Regions from separate parts of the Sus scrofa genome. Here region 1 is linked to region 2. Evidence: chromatin contacts called from public Hi-C data. All regions are on one chromosome and are shown on one strand. Each heading gives the region's core, a stretch centred on a gene start, on an enhancer-like site or on the middle of the called end of the contact. The rest is flanking DNA. Distances are from core to core; before and after follow the strand shown. Region 1 holds the start of C17H20orf27 (UPF0687 protein C20orf27 homolog). Region 2 holds the start of AP5S1 (AP-5 complex subunit sigma-1).

Region 1 (4,673 bases), core at 84-2,583, 36 kb before region 2:
CTAGAACGAGGGCTGAAAAACAGGCCTCGGTCTCGATGTGGTTCCACTTCCTCCTCCCTCCAGCAGGCCAAAGTTGCAAAGACAAGTAAACAAGTGGAGCAGACGTGAACTGAGGAAGGGACTCTCACCATCTCACACCCTCCTGTCTCCCCAAGAAGTGCTCCCCTCCCCTCTCCTCCCAGCATTTCCTCCCCACAATCCCTCAAGGCCCCAGCTAGAGGATACTTAGACCCCTCTAGCCTCTAGACTGCCTGCCTCACCTGAAACCCAAGAGGTAGAGGCCAGACCAGGTCCTGGGGGTGACAGCTGTCCCTGACTTTCTTCAGCTCCCTGGGCAGAGAAACCTCTATCCACACTTCTCAAAGGCAAGATTCAGGAGGAAAAGCAACCCAAGGCCTCCCTTCTCAGTCTACCAGGGTCCTTGCTCACGAACAGGAACACTGGTCCAGAACCTAAAGGAACCCCTCCTGCTTTGTGACAACGGGGAGATGGTGGGGCCAAGCTCCCAGAAGCACCAGAGGGGCCTGGGGATAGGAAACTGTATCCTCTCCTGCCTCCATCCCCGTGGGTGTGGTGCCCCCATCCCTACCTCATCCTCCTCTTCTAAGTGGAGAGATGCGTCTGAACACCCCCCGCCCCCCATCACACTCTGGGGCTGTGAGGCGGCAGCTCTGTCCCTCAGAGATAATCCTGTGCCGTCCCCACCCTCACCTCTGCTGACGCAGTAGTCTCGGGAGCTTGTACTCCTGGACATCACCGTCCTCTTCCCTGAAGGTGCAGGGCCACGAGAGGTTCAGAGAGGCTACTCGTCCAAGGTCACACAGCGAGGCGGTGACAATGAGGGGGGGAATGACGGCGCTGACCCCATTAGGCTCCCGCCCCCACTGTATCACACGTGCCCCCAACAGCGCCCCACGGAAAGCACTTCAGCTTTAGCAGCTAACAGTCACCTGCGGCCCTGGAGCCTGACATCCCCCCAGATCATGTGTCAAGGAGCCCTCCCTGGCCGGGCCCCGACAACGGAGACCTCCCGCCCCAGCCCGATGAGTTCTCAGGCACAGACTACCTAGAACAGCGGCTCGCTGGGAGGGGATCTCCAGGAGCGGGGCAGAACCGGAAGGTGTCGAAAGGAGGAGCAGTCTCACCCTGCAGGGATCACCCCGACGCCGGACCAGGCCGGGCAGGGGCGACCGCGGGGGCAGAGGCAGCAGAGGCAACGGCAAAGGCGGCACCGGTGGCGGTCGCGGCGGCAGCGGGGGCTCAACGCCTAACACGAGGAGAGAGCCCCGCGCCGCCGCCGCCCTCCTCAAGGGCACGCCCCCACCTCCTCCCATTGGTCGACCTTGGGGGTGGGGCGAGGGCGCTTCGAACCAATAAGCGGGCGCCAGAGAACCGCCAACTGGCGATGCGCCTCTGCGTCACCTGCAGAAGGCCCTGCGGCTGCGCTGTACAAACCCATGCCCAAGGGCCCGGCGACTTCTCGCGATGAAGTTAGCTGGGCCGCCCGCTTTGGCTAGAGGCCAAGATGCCGCAGGGACTGGTTAAGGAAGAAGCGCCTTGAATAGGCCCTGCCCACGTTCACTTTCAGCCTCGGAGTTTGCAGTTCCCGTCTCCGCCCAACTTGGAAGGGGCTTTCTCTAGGCTCGGCTCCTTTAAGCGGCCGTAACGCGGGACTCAGAGCCAGGTCAGGCACTTGAAGATGCCTTTCTTTCTAGGCTTCCGAGCCTGCAATAGCAGTCGATTACGGACATCGCAAGGTCTGTCCCGGAGCGGAGGAACCCTTCATCCTTCCCGCTCTGCAATACACTGGTTTCTTCCGTCCCATCCCCCTGCCTCGGAGGAAGCGCACCCGCGAGGACCTGAGATGCGTCCTGGGAGCCCTGTCAGCCTGGATAAGCATCAGAACAAAGAAGGCACGCGGGGTGGGGGTTGGGAGAACCTGTGCAGGCGTCCCGGAGGACCGCAGCCTCCTGGTCTCCATGGAGGCGGTCGCCATGGCAAAGGGATGCGCCTAGGTCAGCGCCGCGGGATGGGTGGGATGTGGGCGCCTGCACAGAGCCTGGAGCGAAAACGTGGCCCTCGGACATTTAGGGGTTCTAGCCGCTGCCCCACCTGCCCGTAATTGAACAACACTCCCCCCATTTCGCTGCCTGGAACGGGGTCCATAAAGTGCCTGCGGGGAACGGACCCCCCCTTCCAACATAACTAGGCAAAAGATGATACGGGTTAGATTAGATTCCTTTCAGAAAGACCGGGGTCTGTGCCTTTGCGGAGCCCTCAAGGCTCCTACCCTCCGCTGGATCCCTGTCGCCACTAACCTATCTTCTGGTCTCTGGTCAACACCGTTGGCACATTAATCTTCCTGAGCTATTGTTTCCATCAGTCCTCCCCTGCTCTAAAATGCTCCGTGCTCTGGGACTGTTTCCAGAAGACCCTTAAACTTTTTAGCATCATTTTGGGTGATGCTCTGATGTTTGAGATGCTGCCCTCCAGCGCGGTCTTTGGGAGAATTTACACTCTCATCCACTCTTGCCAAATGCTTTCTCACTACCCAACTTCAAGGTCTAAAGTTGGCAGACAGTACCGCCCAAAGTAGGCTACAGACATGTTTTGTTTAGCCCACATGGGACTTTTAAAAATTCTAATTTTTCCTCCTCCTCTTCTTCCTCCTCTTTTGAAATATCAGAACTAACAACTTGGACTCAATTCCAGCCTGGCCCCAAAGACCATCAATTTGCCATAGTCCTTACCAGTCCCTATTTTCTCACATTTATTTTACAATCTAGGTCTAGGCAGACATTTGAATCCCCTCCTTATGTTACCTTCTCACCTGAATGCCCTTCCTACTCACCTCTCCTAGACAGAACTCACCCTCCCTTCAAACTAGATTAAGCCTTTCCTTTTATGTCTTTCTAACTAACTTCTTAAATCCATCCCTGGTAAGCATTCTCTTCTTTCTTTTTTTTTCTTCTTTTAGGGCCACACCCATGGCATAAGGAAGTGTCCAGGCTAGGCATCAAATCTGAACTGCGCAGCAATGCCAGATCTGAGCCTTACCTGCAACCTACGTTGCAGCTCACAACAACACCGGACCTTTAACCCACTGAGCCAGGCGAGGGATGGAACTCGCGTCCTTATGGATACTAGTTGGGTTCATTACCAGTGAGCCATAAGGGGAACTCGGTTCTTTCAAACACACGGACTAGCTGTTAACTGTGCACTGCCTGGGGCTATTTCTTAATTGTCAACTCCTTTCAACAAATATTGACTAAGTGTATGTGATGATCAAGTTACTATGGGAGGCTCTGGAGTTAAAGGCACTCATGGTTTAGGGTAGGAGCTAAGACAAAAAGAACTGTGGTTTCTTGTCCCTGCCAAACACTCCTCACATTCCCCAGCACTGAGCAGCCTGGCTGCCTGGCCAACTGGGAGGATCTGCAATCAGAGGTTTCCATGCCTGGGGATACTACTTTCCATGCCCAGGGAAGGCTCCAAAGCCACAATGTTAAGAGCAGTTGGTTCCAGAAAGCCTTTAGTAGGAAATGAGACCCTTCATGCCAGGAGGTCAGGGTAGAAGGTACATGGCTGCGCCATTGAAGCCCAATGAACCTGCATACCAAGAAGAGGGTGGGCCAACATCAGAGTGGTGCCCAGGCCCTGGGACTTCCTGTGCAAATAGCCCTACCAGAGCCAGATGACTGAGGGAAGCCTCAGCCCCTATGGAGAGGGGGGCAGTATGAGGCGGAATTGGGAGTAACTCCAGGTTAAGAAAATAGATTGGGAGTGCCCGTCGTGGCGCAGTGGTTAACGAATCTGACTAGGAACCATGAGGTTGCGGGTTCGGTCCCTGCGCTTGCTCAGTGGGTTAACGATCTGGCGTTGCCATGAACTGTGGTGTAGGTCGCAGACGCGGCTCGGATCCCACGTTGCTGTGGCTCTGGCGTAGGCCGGAGACTACAGCTCCGATTCGACCCCTAGCCTGGGAACCTCCATATGCCTCGGGAGCGGCCCAAGAAATAGCAAAAAAAAAAAAAAAAGAAAAAGAAAATAGATTGAACACATGTAAGGCATCCACTCCAGCTTCAAACATGGTTTTCTGGGAGCTCCCTGGTGGCTCAGCAGCCTAAGGATCTGGCGTTGTCACAGCTGTGGCTTGGGTCACAGCTGGGACCCAGGTTCTATCCTCAGCTGTGGAATTTCCATATACCACAGGCATGGAAAAACAAAACAAAAACCTAAAAAACATGGTTTTCTGGACTCCTTTTTTTGGGGGGGCCACACCTGCGGCATATGGAGATTTCCAGGCTAGGGGTCCAATTGGAGCTACAGCTGCCAGCCTATGCCACAGCCACAGCAACACAGGATCTGAGCCGCATCTTCCACCTACACCACAGCTCACAGCTACGCCAGATCCTTAACCCACTGATCAAGACCAGGGATGGAACCCACAACCTCATGGTTCCTAGTCAGATATGTTTCCACTGTGCTACAACAGGAACTCCTCTGGACTCCATTCTTTCTAATAAAAATTAAACAACTATAACCTTGTTGGAAAACTGCTTGGCAATGGCTAATAAAACTGATAAATGCCAACCCTGTGACCAGCAATTCCCCTCTTAGTTATACACCAAAAGACAAATAGCATCATTTGTAATAGCCCCAAACAGTAAACA
Region 2 (5,065 bases), core at 2,306-4,805:
AGCCCCCCTGCTCTATCAGGGATACTTTCAGTACCCACAACACCCAGCACCTACTAGAAGATTCCAGGTTCAAGAGAGTGGGGAACGGCCCATCTGGGAGAACCAGTTTCTAGTCCAAACCTACATTAAGAAAATGCAAATGACCCTGCTCCGTAAATATGAGCTGTGATTGCTGGGATTCCTTTGCAAACGTCTAAGATGCTGCCCAAGATGGAGTGCACACCCACATGTCAGGTGTCGCCACCGCTTTCTGTCAAAGTTCGTCTACTTTGCCATGATTATTTGCTCCATTGTGCAGATGAGAATATGGAGGCTTTCTTACCAGAGCAGTAAGAAGGACTTCAGATTCCCAGGCTGAGTCTAAAGGACACTTACCCTGTCTCCAGCTTGTTTCCCTCCCCCACCCCCCAAGTTTATTTTGCTCCAAGACTTGGTCTTCTCTTCTGGTCTAGAGCCCCCTGCAAGGGCACAACAGGTGGAAGGGTGGTATCTGGGGGGCTGGACTTCCACTCGGGGAAGGAAGGATGCTGAATCCTCCAGATGCCACCCCCACCCCCTGGTCCTAAGTAGGCTGCTGATACTAAGGCCAGCGTTTACTCGAGTGAGGCAGTTTGCCCCTGGAAAGGGAAAATAGCTGTGCAGACCCCTGAGAAAGAGGGAGAAGTGGGGGAAGGGGAGAGAATGAGCCTTGGGCACAGTCATGCTGAGACTTGGCCTACACCAGCCTGAGTGTTCAGGTGGTCTGGTTTTATGATGAGGAAGGCAGCTGGATGCTCAGAGAGGGCACTCACTTGCCCCAAGTCACAAAGCAGATACAAGCAGAGCAGCTTCCCAGGACTCTCCCACTCCTCACCTCCCACTATGGCTCAGAGGGCATGAAAGGGGGGCGAGGTTGCCCGACAGCTTCTGCTCTGAGTCGTCTTACCATTCTGTCCATCTGGATCAGGCCATGTGGGGAGGAGAAAGCAATGGTGCTGAGTATCTAACAATGCCCAGGTGTGCTGACAGCTGCAGCCACATCTGCCCTACTCACAACCCACCATCAGAGTCACAGCTGTGGTCACAGGGCACTGAGTCTGCTCCAGACCTTTTTTTTTTTTTCTTTTTAGGACCACAACCGTGGCATATGGAGGAGGTTCCTAGGCTAGGGGTCCAATCAGAGCTACAGCTGCTGGCCTACGCCACAGCCACAGCAACACAGGATCCAAGCTGCATCTGTGACCTACACCACAGCTCACAGTAACGCCAGATCCTTAACCCACTGAGCAAGGCCAGGGATCAAACCTGCAAACCTCATGGTTCCTAGTCGGATTCATTTCTGCTGCAGCACGACGGGAACTCTGAGACACTCTTACCTAGTGCCTGCTAAGCACACGAGCTCAGTATTCAGCTCATTGTGCAGGGGAGTCAGAATAGGAAGGCAGAAAGGGGGGCCCTGGTCAAGCGAGGATGAAACTTCCAAGAGAGAAGTTCAGGGGATGCGGCAGAGGTGCCCAAAACTCCCTTCCCGCCAGGAAGAGAAGCTTGAACTTTATTCCTGGATGCTCCAAAAGGGGAGTGGATCAGGCAAGGAAGCAGTTTAAAATCCTGGGCTGCCAGCCAGTTTTAAAGGTTGTTTTGCTTAGGCCAAGGCGGGGCAGGAATTCTGTGCAGCCCTCACAGGATTAAGAAGCTGCTTGGAGTTGGGCCCAAGTAAAGAGCCACCTGTACCTGGCCTGGCCAAGTTGGCCAAGTCGTATTTGCTCACCAGATAACTTGCAATGACAATTAAAAATATTTTTTTTGTGTTGGTTTTTGTTTTTGCTTTTGGCCATGCCAAAGGCGTGCAGAGTTTCCCAGGCCAGGGATCGAACTTGTGTCACAACACTGACAATGCCCGATCCTTAACTGCTAGGCCACCAGAACATACCTGAAAAAAATGTTTCCTTTTTAAATTGGGGGAAAACTGACACTTTCTAAAAGATACACATCTTACACATCAAGCACAGATGAGAGGAGGCAACACACAGCTCAAATGTGGCCATTTCTAGCATCCCAGGGAATTCCCTCCTGTTCCCTCCTAGTTACCCACACTGTTTTGACCTATCATAAAGATTAGTTTCACCTGTTTTTGAGCATCATCTAAATGAAATAATATTCTTTGGTATCTGGCTTTTTGCACTCAGCATAATGAATTTGAGATCCATCATGTTTCTTTTAGCAATAATTTGTTCTTGTTCATTGCTGTGTAGTATTTCATTTATATGGATATCTCCCCAAATTGAATTATTCATTCTATTTTGGCTTTTATCTTTTTTTTTCTTAAGGGCCACACCTGCAGCATATGGAAGTTCCCAAGCTAGGGGTTGAATCGAAGCTGTAGCTGGGGGCCTATGCCATAGCCACAACAACACGGGATCTGAGCCATGTCTGTGAACTACACTACTGCTCACAGCAACACTGGATCCTTAACCCACTGAGTGAGGCCAGGGATTGAATCTGCATCCTCATGGATCCTAGTCGGGTTTGTTACCGTTGAGCCACAATGGGAACCCCCTTCTGGCTTTTAAATTTTAAAAAATTAAGGTAGGAATTCCCCTTGTGGTGCAGTGGGTTAAGGATTCAGTGTTGTCACTGTAGTGGTCACTGCTGTGGTACAGTTTTGATCACTAGCCAGGGACTGCCACATGCTATGGGCGTGGCCAAAAAAAATCAAGGTATAACTTATACGCAGTAAAATTCACTCTCTTACATACATAGTTTGGTGGGTTTTGATGAATGCGGTTTGGTGTCTGCCACCACAATTAAAATATAGAACATTTTCATTCTGCCCTCCATGGATTATTTACAACTATTTCAGATTGTGTTGGGACTATGCCAGGAGTGGAACCATTAGGTTGTGGCATGTATATTTTCCACATAGTTCTCCAAAGTTGCTATACCAGCTTACCTTCTCTCACCAGCAGTGTCTGAGACTTTTGTTGCTCCATATTTTCATCAAAATTGATAAATGTTATTTCTTAACTAGAAAATGTGACTGTTTATAGCAAAGAGCTCTCGTAACTATCAAGTGGCTGAACCTACATGCTGTGATGGAGCAGAGCAGAGGTCCCAGCCCATTTTCTGACTCTCCTACACCAAAATACCTGATCTTAGTCTTAGTTTTTTTCTCAAGTTAGATTTTTTTTTTTGCTTTTTAGGGCTGCACCCTCAGCATATGGAGATTCCCAGGCTAGGGGTCCAATCAGAGCTACAGCTGCCGGCCTACACCAGAGCCACAGCAACGGAGGATCCAAGCCAGCTGAGTCTGCAACCTACACCACAGCTCAAGGCAGTGACGGATCCTTAACCCACTGATCGAGGCCGGGGATTGAACCCGCAACCTCATGGTTCCTATTGGATTCGTTTCTGCCGCACCACGATGGGAACTCCCTCAAGTCAGATTCTTAGAAAAGTTTAAGTGACTCTTGGGAGTTAACTAACTGTAAGTCACTGGCTTGAATCTGTCCAGTGACAACAGTTCACAACCATCTAGAAATTTAGATTTCTAAAAAGTCTTTAATCCCCAGAATTGAACACAGAGGCACCCTATTTTCCAGAAGCAATAAAACTGCTGGTGCAGAAATGAAGGATTGTTTATACAAGGAGGTCTATAGCCACATGGAATCTGGAAACAATCAGGAGAGGGAAGTTGAGTAATGGTGGGGGACTTGCTGTGCTGCAGCCTTGAAATTCATGCCTTGAGAGAATGTTGGATGATGTGAAGTTATTCATTCCATTGTTCAAAGAAGACGGTTATGGGACAGAAGGTAAGAAGCATTCCCACCCAACCCACACGGGAGTTTGTGTGGGTGCCAAGCAGTGCTGCTGGGACAGCCTCCGCCCCACCCGGCCCACACCAGCACGCACACCCCTGGAAGGGGCAGTGATGCAGCTGCCAGTCTCTGAGTCAGCGGGGCCTGGGGCAGCGGGAAGGGAAGAGGCCTCACGTGGCTGGGCCTGAGCTGCCTCGTGGGGCCTCCCGGCTCTCAGCCTTGCAGGAAGAGCAGCGTTTGAAAGGACGAATCACACAGTGCCTCGCCTTCCTGGAGCCCAGCCAAGACGTGGAGCCTGGGGCTCCCTGCGGGGAGGGCTCGGGGAGGGGGCGCCTCCTGGGTTGGGATTGGGCATACCTAGGATGGCGTCCATCCAGCCACGTGGGAAGGAAGCTCCCAAGGTTGGATTAGAGTGGGTAAACTAGGCTGGGGTTATGGCTTCTGGGAGCTGGGGGTGGGGGCTGGCGCAGTCTCTGGTGACTCTGAGGGGATGGGGGTGGGGGGAGCATGGAGAAGGGGGTACAAAAGGAAGGGGATGAAACAGGCTGAAATTTAAGGACCTGCACCCCTCCCTCAGCACATGCGTAACATCAGGAAAATTACTTGATCTCAGTGCCTCAACTTCCTCATCTGAAAAATGGGGATAGTGAAGCCACTCCTTCAAAGGCTATTGATTGGAGCAAATGAATTGGTGTATATAAATCACAAAGAACAGGGCCTGCTTCACATCAAGGGTTATCCAAGTCTGCTGTGGCTGTTATTACTTAGAACCAATGAGGGGATTACAAGACCACACAGGTGAAAAGGATAAACCTGAAAACATTAAAAGAAAGGAGCCAACCTGAGGGTTTGGGCCCTTTCTGCACATGGACATGCCCTTGGGTGACAGGTTACAAGGAAAAAGCCCAGTTGCTGTGTGTAGGAGACAGGAGGCCTACTGCACCAGAGTTAGCAGTTTGGAGGCTGTGGATGGGGGTTGGTGGAGACAGAGGAGGAAGCTGATTGGTGGTCCACATAGGGCAAGCCTGAGGGTGCCCCAGGGAGGTGGAGAGGTCAAGGCTTGCCCTACGTCTGTCTCTTTTATTCTAGGGCAACCATACTACTCAACCTCGGCCCATCTGGACTCTCAGTAAAGCAGATCCTTTCTTAGTTTCCTCCTCTACAGTTTGAGAAATGGCTAGATGTTCTTTTCTGGCTTTCTTTCTTTGGGCCACAGCATGCAGAAGTTCCCAGCCCAGGGATTGAACCCATACCACAGCAGCGACCTGAGC

Evidence for each region. Hi-C and Micro-C count contacts between places; a contact is called where the count stands out from the background.
Region 1: a Hi-C map of skeletal muscle shows a contact between it and region 2, with 2.4 times the contacts expected there. The contact joins the promoter of C17H20orf27 here to the promoter of AP5S1 in region 2. A contact is called at or near these places in 3 of 5 promoter capture datasets (fetal liver, fetal skeletal muscle and liver), 16 of 47 Hi-C or Micro-C datasets (alveolar macrophages, blood, embryonic fibroblasts and 6 more) and 2 of 2 datasets of contacts at active chromatin or transcription factors (alveolar macrophages and skeletal muscle).

The regions. Positions count from the first base shown.
Region 1 is chr17:31,939,688-31,944,360 of Sscrofa11.1, reverse strand. It overlaps C17H20orf27 (UPF0687 protein C20orf27 homolog), which reads right to left and starts at 1,333. Exons shown (of 6, transcript XM_021077382.1): 1 at 1,146-1,333.
Region 2 is chr17:31,905,323-31,910,387 of Sscrofa11.1, reverse strand. AP5S1 (AP-5 complex subunit sigma-1) reads left to right here and starts at 3,555. Exons shown (of 5, transcript XM_021077709.1): 1 at 3,555-3,788.